Linked DNA regions of Mus musculus: region 1 is linked to region 2. A link is a contact called in public Micro-C data. All regions are on one chromosome and are shown on one strand. The core of a region is the stretch at or near the end of the contact, and the rest is flanking DNA. Distances in the headings are between cores, read along the strand shown. Region 1 holds the start of C1ql2 (complement component 1, q subcomponent-like 2). Region 2 holds the start of Tmem177 (transmembrane protein 177).

Region 1 (4,354 bases), core at 545-3,044, 430 kb before region 2:
AGCGAGCGGGTGGGACCCTGCACCTCTTCCTGAGTCCAAGCCTGGCCTCCCTCGCCCATCCCTTTGCAGGCTCCCTGCCTGCTACTTCAGTGTAAACACTCCCTCCTCGGCTCCAAGTTCTCTTGGTAGCAGAGTCAAGGAAAGGGGGTTTACTTGCCCAGTATGTAAAGGTCCTAGGGGGTCAAGGCCAAGATGAATAAACTGGAGGGAAAGGGATGGCCCACGTGCAATCACAGTGATAAAGACAACTGGGTTTTTCTAGGAGCCCAGCCACTTCAGGCCATGACTCAATCGATTGGGGACTGGAGACCTATTTAGGTGCCAGGGTCACTGTGCACCCGGGGTCCAGTCTCAAACGCCCAGTACATTTATGCAAAGGACAGCATAGTACGCAGGGAAGCTGGGCGATGCATGTGGTCCAGCGCCCACCCGACCCCAGAGTTTGCTGGGGCGCTGGAGAGTGGCAGGAAACAGTATATAGTTCCCTGGGGTTCCGGGCGCCTGTAATGAACGGTCTGCGGACTCTGTTGGGCCGGGAAAGGTAGGGAGGGGTGTGTGGGAGAAAGTCACTGACCTGCCCGTTCTTGCAGAGATCCGCCCACATGCTGGTTCCGTCGCCGCCACGCATGAGAATGTGGTACGTGAAGAAGTAGATGCCCCGCACCTGGCAGCTGAACTTGCCTGTAGTGGGGTCGTAGTGATTGCCAAGATTGGTGACCACGTCGTCGAACTTGAGCACCTCGTAGCCTTCGTGGGGGCTCTTGAGTCCCACGTAGAAGGCGATCTTGGGACCGCTGAAGGCGGCGCTCAGCGCACTGGTCACTTCTCCCTCCGTGTCGCCACCGCCCCCGGTTCCGCCACTCACCACTCCAACGCCACCGGCCGCGCTGGTTGTCAACTGCAGTCCGGGTAGCCCTGGCCTCCCCGAGTCTCCTTTCTCTCCCGGGGGACCCCTGGGCCCAGGAGGCCCTGGCTCTCCAGGAGGACCCCGAGGCCCTGGCTTGCCTGGTCGCCCCGGATCACCCTTTGGTCCCTGGATAAACGGAGGCGGGGGGTTGGCGCTGAGGTCCTGCATAACTTCCAGGGCAGCGGTACTGGGTCCCGGCGGTGGAGCCTTGGCGCCCGCGGGTCCCCCTGCGGGAGCGACGCTGTATGGGTCACAGATCATGCGGCAGGTGCCCAGCATCTCGTAGTGAGCCGCTCCGGGGGGCGCCGCCTGCAGCAGCAGAGGCACCGCGATCAGCAGCCCCAGTGCCATGGCCAAGAGCACGCCGACGGCCGCCAAGCAGGCGCGCCGCCGCCGCTGCCACAGCCGGGAGGCGACCGCCACCAGCTCCTCCTTGCCGCCTGGGGAGGTAATGGTGGAGCGGCGCCGGGTGGCCCCGCTCTATGCGTTCGGACGCCAACTCCGCAGGTCCCCTCCGCGTCCCCGACGTGGAGACCCCTCTCTTAGCCACCCAACTATTTCAACGAGAGGTATCCGGACCTGGGCTCCTGAGGCCACCGCTCTGGAACTGATCTGGAGAGTCGAAGAGCCCGACACGCATGACGAGGGGCTCACAGGACGAGCCCGGCACCCCGGCGGGGACCGGGTAGTGGCGGCTGGGGAATGCTGGGTCTCAGTGCGGCGTCCGGTGTTGGCTCAGCTGCGCTGGTTCCTGCTCTGCTGGGATTGGCGGGGCTTGGCAGGGTTCGGCGGGACGCGGGATCGGCTCTGCCGCACGCTCTGCTCTGTTCTCCCTCTACTAGCTGGTTCCCGGGCGGAGGGGGTACCCAGCTACCCTAACGTAAGATCAGGACTGAGCGGCGGAGGCGGCGAGGCAGCAGCGTGCGCTGCCATCACTCGGGAGACGGCGCTCTCCTGTCATCAGCTCCCATCCCGCGGCGTCCTCCGGAGATGTGCCTGCTGGCGGCGCCCAGGAGCCACAAGTGGGAGCAGCGGGCAGCAGCCCCTAGCTGGGGCTCCACAGACACACCCACTCTTGCCCACTCTCCTCTCGCAGACCACCAAGCTCTGGAACCCACGCGCGCAATCAGTGGGTGCATACAGCACCCACACACGACCACGATGTGGTGCCTGCGAAGTCCTGGCGGGGTCACCAAATCCATTTCCTATCTGGATGAGCCCAGGTCTCAACCCAAGTCCAGGACAGCCTAAGCTTCCAGTTCAAGAACAGAAGCACACACTGTATGTTGCAGCCTTTTCTGTTTTAAAACAGAAAGCGGGGTGGCAGAGGGGGATTCGCATACTACATACAGAAAGTAACCAACTTCCAAATAGAGGAGTAAGAGGAGGGGCACACCTACATCTTATTCAGAAGGCTGAATGGTCTTATATGTCTAGTCAGCTCTTGGAATTCGAACACGTTTAGTAACTGTTGATGAACAATTTTCAAAATAAAAAGAGGAAAGCAGGGCAGTGATGGTGCATGTCTTTAATCCCAGCACTGGGGAGGCAGAGGCAGGCAGATCTTTGAGTACAAGGCCAGCCTGGTCTACAGAGTGAGTTCCAGGATAGCCTGAGCTACACAGAGAAACCCTGTCTTAAGAAGAAAAAAAAGAGAGAAAGAAAAAAGAAAAAGAAAGGAAGAAAAAAACCTCTAAATTAATTAATTGAGCAACTAAGTGGAAACAATAAATAATTAAAGTAAGGCCTCTGGGGAAACAAGATGTCAGTAGTGGTACTGAACCCTTGTTTCTTTTAAAGGTTGTTTTTTTTTTTTTTAATTCATGTACATTGGTATTTTGCCTGCATGTGTGATCGTGTCAGATTCCCAAGAATTGGAGTTTCAGACATTTGTGAGCTGCTATGTGGGTGCTGAGAATTGCATCTAGGTCCTCTAGGAAGAGCAGCCAGTACTCTTAACTCAAGCCCTCTCTCCCCTGCCTCAACTCTAATTTCTTAAAGGCAGATTCCTTCTCCTCCTCCTCCTCCTCCTCAGGGTCTCAATCTCTTCCCCCTTCCTGTTGTTACTTATTTTCTTCTTTAAATTTAGTTTCTTTCGTAAACATCATACAAAATATTAGATGTCATTATAGCATTTTAAAACAACGTGTTTTAGTAAATTCTCCTCCCTTACCTTCACCATTCACACTGAAGGCACAGGGAGCCCTGCTCCAGGCTGGTGAGTGAGTTCCTCTCCAGGAACACCCCAGCTCCCTCTCCCTGCATCCAAATGCATTTGCACCCCTCCTCCAGCTGGGGCACAATTAAAGGAGAATCATCTATGTCCTTCTACTGCTACTAAAGAGGAAACAGAGCCACACACACTGGGCCCCTGCTCCCCCGGGGAGCTGGGAAGGCACCTACCTCAGAGGGGAAGAGCCCCTGGTCTGGGTAGGCTGGATGTCCTGGTGCTGTCTATCACCTACACAAGTGAGTGACCCCACACCTCTGGTTTCTGGGCCACCTTCCGGGGCGGGGCTTGTGCTCTAAAGAGAGTGGTTGTTTATCAGATGCCATGCTCAGTGGAGTCTCACTTTTCACTGTGGTTGCTTCTGCTCCCACCGCTGGCCACTTGCTGGTCCCACCACAGCACAGGTCTCCACAATATTCCTGCTAAGAACGGCTGTGTGGTTGCTTTGTGAGTTCTCTTCCCTTCCTTTGCAGATACAGTCCTGTGCATTCATGCCTTTTCTCCTCTAATATAGATGGGAAAACACAGGCTTTGATGGTACGAGGAGCTTGTCCAGGGTCTACCCTGGCTTTCTGAGTTTTCAGATCTCCCCAGTCTGCCCAGAGCAACCCTAGAATGTGTAATTGTAGGAGGCCCAGTGTTGGGTTCCAGTACTACAACCCATGTGACCTTGAGCAGAGTGTTGCGCACCTCGGACAAGAACCTGTCTCAGCGCTCCTGGGAGAATAAATGAGTGCATTCACTGAAAGGCTAGTGGAAGCTCAGCTAATATCACCACCTACAGACACATGCTCTCTGCTCTGCTGTTGTGGGTGTGGCAACTGGGGTGATATTTGTGGGTAACAAGCAGGGTGGTGTAGATGGGTTTATGGTTAATGAAGAAGATTCAAACATCATAATCACACTGTTACCTCTTCCAAAGCAGAGAATGTAGGCTCTGCTGCCCTGCCACCCCACCCCACCCCCCACCGCCATAGAACACACACAAAGTAGCCTTTCCAAGGTTCGGCTCTGCTAGGGAACCCCTTTGATTTGGAGGGGGTGCGGGCTTCCTTAAGCCAAGAGTCCACTAGGTGGCGAGAAGAGCAGCAGCAAAGCTAGCGGGCAATGAAGGGGACCTGGATCCTCCACCTTCCCTCTCATTGCAGGGCCGGGCAGTGTGGCACAGTAGTTAGTGTCTGGCCAGCTCCTCCTTACCAGTGACTCTGCGTCCTCTA
Region 2 (4,920 bases), core at 1,462-3,961:
GATACAGCCCAATAAACACAGGACTCTTTATTAAAGCCTTTTGCATATGATAAATAAGATAATTAATGGTTTCATTATGGTTATGATATTTCACGCACGCTTACAATGTTCATCGTATTCACCCTTTCTTGCCCCCCCCCCCCACTGATCTGCTGCTTCTTCTTTTTTTTTTTTTTTTTTTTTTTTGGTTTTTCGAGACAGAGTTTCTCTGTGTAGCTCTGGCTGTCCTGGAACTCATTTGTAGACCAGGCTGGCCTCGAACTCAGAAATCTGCCTGCCTCTGCCTCCAGAGTGCTGGAATTAAAGGCATGCGCCACCACGCCCGGCGATCTGCTGCTTCTTAATTACTCTCTCTTCTACTTTCATCTCTCAGTGTATAACAATGGATTTCATGAGGGTTGCTTACAGGAGCATGGGTGGGAGTTATTTGAAGGAGCACAAGCATTGCCCCAGAGGCTACATGACTGAAGAAAACGTCTTTCTCTCTCCAGCATCCATTAACTTGCCCATAGGTTCTCTCAGAGGGGTGAGGCCTCCCAAGGACCTCCCTGCTCCATGACAGATATTGACCAGTCCAATGCATCTGGCCAGGAGTCACAGCTGCTGTTATGGCTCCGACTTTACCCCTTACTGTAGAGATGCAACAAAGAGCACAGTAGTCTTGATATCTGGACCACCAGCTAGTCAATGACCACCATAATCTTTACACCCTGTTTCTCGGACTTAACTGGCCATCCATTGTTCCACATACCTCATATTGATGGGCTGTTTGTTAGTCCCTTCCACAGCTAACATCATGCCTAACATGACCACAACAACAGTCTGGTCTAAGGAAGAGCTCTCTCCCTCCCCCGGGCCATAGCTAAGGGTGGTAAGAGCTTCACCGAGACCCAGGAGTTCAGTTCTTAATGCTGAAAAAGCAAAGCACTCAGCCTGGGGCATTGGTGTTTTCCTGGCTCTGGATTAAGACTCAGGTCAGAACTTTTGCATTGATCCTCTTGCTCTGGGGGCTTCAGGGTTTGACCAGTGCTAGGCCGTAAGCAATCCTGGCTGTTCAACTATCTGAGAGTAGAGCTTGGGTCTTTGGCCTTCTTAGTTGTATGGACTATTGAGATCTGCCTGTCTCTGCCTCCCAAGTGTTGGGGTTAAAGATCCGGGCCCCCATGGCCATGGAACCAATGCTTTTTATTAAACTTCTTCGCACATACTCTCACACTCCAGGTTCTCGTTCCCTGGAGAATCTGAGTAATACTGGGGGTAAGTGTGTTTTAAAGGACCAACTAAGCTGGGGAGGGGGTGGTGGCTGGTGGTGGCTGTGGTGTGGGCCTTTAATCCCAGCACCCAGGATGTAGAGGCAGGTGGACCTCTGAGTTTGAGGTCAGACTGGTCTACAGAATGAGTTCCAGGACAGCCACAGCTACATAGAGAAATCATATCTTAAAAACCAAACCAAACCAAACCAAAACATCAACTAAGTTCACCCAAAGTGTGGTTTGAGATGTCTCAGGAAATTTGATTTTCAAAACAAAAAAGGAAATTGTGAGATATAAATAAGGAAGATAATCTGTAAGGTGTGTGGATTAATTGAAAGTTGACTATAAACCAAGTAGAATAATATCTTTATACAGAAATTCCTGGATGTATTAAGGTAATATTTGTAAACAGACTTTATGCTTAAAGATATGAGATAGCTCTAACCTACTGAATAGTAATGAAAACACTAGCAATGGTGAGTATTATTTTAACACCCAAAGCCCCTGGGCACTGTTTTTTTAGAAAACTCCTCAGACTATTAATGAGATGGCTGAAGTGGTAAAGTGACTGCCACAAAAGCATGCAGACTTGAGCTCAGTCCTCAGCAGCCACATAAAAACAAACAAAACCAAAAACCTGGCTGTTAATGGTGTATGATTGTAATCCCAGCCCTGGGGAGACAGAAGCAGGCAGACCCCTGGGGCTCACTTGATCAGGCTGGCTACCTTAATTGCTGAACCCCAGATGCCAGTGAGATAACCCTATCTCCAAAAACGGGTCAGCTGTCTCCTGAGGAGCAACATCCAAGTTCACCTATAAATGAATGAGCGCACATTTGTGTATCCACGCATCTACCATTTGTTGGGTGTGCCTTCTAGTAAGTACTTATTACTTAACTCTAATATGGTCTACACCACACTTCTTTTCTTGTATTGTTTTGTTTTGTTTTTCGAGACAGGGTTTCTCTGTATAGCCCTGGCTGTCCTGGAACTCACTTTGTAGACCAGGCTGGCCTCAAACTCAGAAATCCGCCTGCCTCTGCCTCCGGAGTGCTGGAATTAAAGGCGTGTGCCACCACACCCGGCTTTAGACCACAATTCTTGCTGGTCTCACAAGGTCACTTGACCTTCGGAATGCAGCGGTCACTGGCAGCAATTCCAGACCTTTCTGTCCTCGCTTTTCTCATTAAGCTTAGCTCTCCTCCCAGCGTACTGCACAGATACCTATTCGGCGCTACAGAAATCCGGGCCAGCAGGTCTCTATCTTGGCTCCGAAGGGCGCCGCGACACGGCTGAATTGGATAACAAAGTCCTCAAACTGCTCCACCTCGCCCTGAATAAGACCTTAGAGAGCAGACCTCAGGACCAGAACAGAAGCGCTGCTCCAAGCCCCGCCCACAACGCCCGTTCCGCCCACAAAGGCCCCGCCCACAAAGGCCCCCAGACCGGCGTGCTTTGCGCCTGCTCAGTCCGGCGCGGGAGCGGCGTGTTCTAAGGTTGCTACCGAGGTAAGCTCTCCTCTTGGCTGTGAGTTCTCTTATGTCCAGCTTCCGGGTTCAGTCATGTTCCGGTTGTTGGAAGCAGCCCGGTATGTGTCAGGGCGGAATCACATTGAGAGCTCTTCTAAAGCCAGAGCCTACACCTGCTTCTAGGCCAACTGCGAGACTCAGAGGCCGACCCGGGAGAGGTTGTTTTTGTTTTTGTTTTTTGTTTTTTTTTTTGTTCCCTTCCAAGGACCCTGTCTTTTCTAGCCTCAGTTTCCTCTTGGAAAGAATGAGTTAAATGAGTGATACAGAACCCTACGTTTTGTTTACAGTAGTACATTGCTAATCAAACGCTTCGCGGAGATAGGAATAAAGTGAAATTTCATCCAAAGAGAAATAACAGTCATAGTGACATAATCACAGACGAAATAAGGTGCCCAGAATATTCAAAAGTGCGCCTGTGAGACTTTGTCTCAAAAAAAAAACCACCACCAATTAACTTTAAAAACAATATTAACTTTGCTAATGAGTGAGGTGGATGGTCTGTTTGGTCTGTTTGTGTATATATAATAGATAACATTTTTAAGGTGAACAGCTTGCTATGAATCTCTAACGGCCCGTGATCAAATACCGAACCTTTGCTATCAGTGGTTAGCCTGCCAAGAAAAGTGTCTCATGAGGAATGACCTGAACAACAGGAGTTTATTTTTTCTTAGTTCCAGAGCTGGAGGTCCAAGACTCAGGTGTGGCCAAGCTAGGCTCCCTGGGTATTTCAGCAAGGCTAACAAATGGCCATCTTACCCCTGGATCTTCATGTGGTATTTTTTCTGTATGTGTCCGGATCTGAGCTCGAAAGCAGTGAGATCTGAGTATTGCTATCCCACGAACCTTCCGTTTCTATTTCAATGATAGGCCGAAGCTCCAAATACAGCCACCTCGTAAGATAATGGAAATGTGGCTCAACCATGGGAGCTTGGTGGAAGTAGGGACACTAGGCAGCATGTGACACTGCCACTTGTGGTTTTGGCCAATAAACCTGTCCAGCTGCATCCCTTTTCACAGCTGGAAATAAACTGTTGTGGTATGGGCTCTGAAGTATGATTTTTTTTTTCTTAGACTGACTGAATCCAGTGAATTCTCTGTGTCCTCAGACTCTATATTTGGTGATACCACCAGCTACATATCAAAAAATGTTTTGGAAGGAAAATTTGTATCTGTACTGAACATGGCTTTATTTTCTGGCCTTTAATTCCTAAGCAATATAGCATCACAAATTACAAATGTAGTGTTTGCATTGTAATAGGTTCTGTAATAACAAATACTAAGCCTTTTTGTAAGAGATGAGCATGTGAGGATCTTGGAATGTTTGTATCTTGAATCTAATCCTCTAAGGATATGCACATATAGTATTTATGTATAAATGTGTGCGTTTAAATATTCCCTGTGTTTATTAGTGTTACATGTATTTCCTAGTACAGTTGGCTGTCTGTGTCCATGCATATTCAATCAGCCAAGAACTGAAAATATGCAAGCAAAACTGTGTCTGCTGAGCAGGCAGACATTTTAGTCGTAGTCTAGCTCTATATGTAGTCTTGTGTTGTAGTGGGTATTATAAGTAGTATGGAGATAACTTAAAGTATGTGAGAGGTGGGTATATATATATATATATTTTATGAGAGCTCATATGCAAATGCTATGCTATTTATATAAAGCAACTGATGGTCTTTGATTTTTGGTATCTGTGGGGATCCTGGAAGTAAACCCTTGTAGCCACTGAGGGACAGCTGTATACGCAGTGCTCTCAGAACTGTGTCTAGCATACAGTAGGTGATTAAACATGTGAATCCTAAGTCAGTTAGAGAGTCACTCTAGGATGAGTGGTGGTTGGAGAGAGGCTGTCGAATACTTAGTGCTGTGTCTAGCCATGGCAATACAGCCATTGCCAGAGGATGTCCACCACTGTGAGACACTGAAATGTCCTCTCTGTATTTACCCATCACAGTTGCTCTACACCTGGCTGCCAATGGGAAAGCTGATTCTGTGAAGCCTGAGGTGTCGGACTCTGGATGGAACCCGTACTCTCAGCCACAATGCAGTGTCACTTCAGTTAGGAACATTGTGGCCCCGGAGGTTGTTTAGCCCACAACCTGACAGAACCATCGGCTGACTTCTCTTCTTCTTGG

What was found. Hi-C and Micro-C count contacts between places; a contact is called where the count stands out from the background.
Region 1: a contact with region 2 is called in a Micro-C map of embryonic stem cells, with 4 times the contacts expected there. The contact joins the promoter of C1ql2 here to the promoter of Tmem177 in region 2. A contact is called at or near these places in 1 of 39 promoter capture datasets (embryonic stem cells), 1 of 484 Hi-C or Micro-C datasets (embryonic stem cells) and 1 of 9 other capture datasets (pancreatic islet).

The regions. Positions count from the first base shown.
Region 1 is chr1:120,338,022-120,342,375 of GRCm38.p6, reverse strand. C1ql2 (complement component 1, q subcomponent-like 2) reads right to left here and starts at 1,794. Exons shown (of 2, transcript NM_207233.1): 1 at 575-1,794. The coding sequence starts at 1,258.
Region 2 is chr1:119,910,974-119,915,893 of GRCm38.p6, reverse strand. Tmem177 (transmembrane protein 177) reads left to right here and starts at 2,711. Exons shown (of 2, transcript NM_175106.4): 1 at 2,711-2,761; 2 at 4,740-4,920. All of the region lies in intron 2 of Gm28209 (a long non-coding RNA gene), which reads right to left.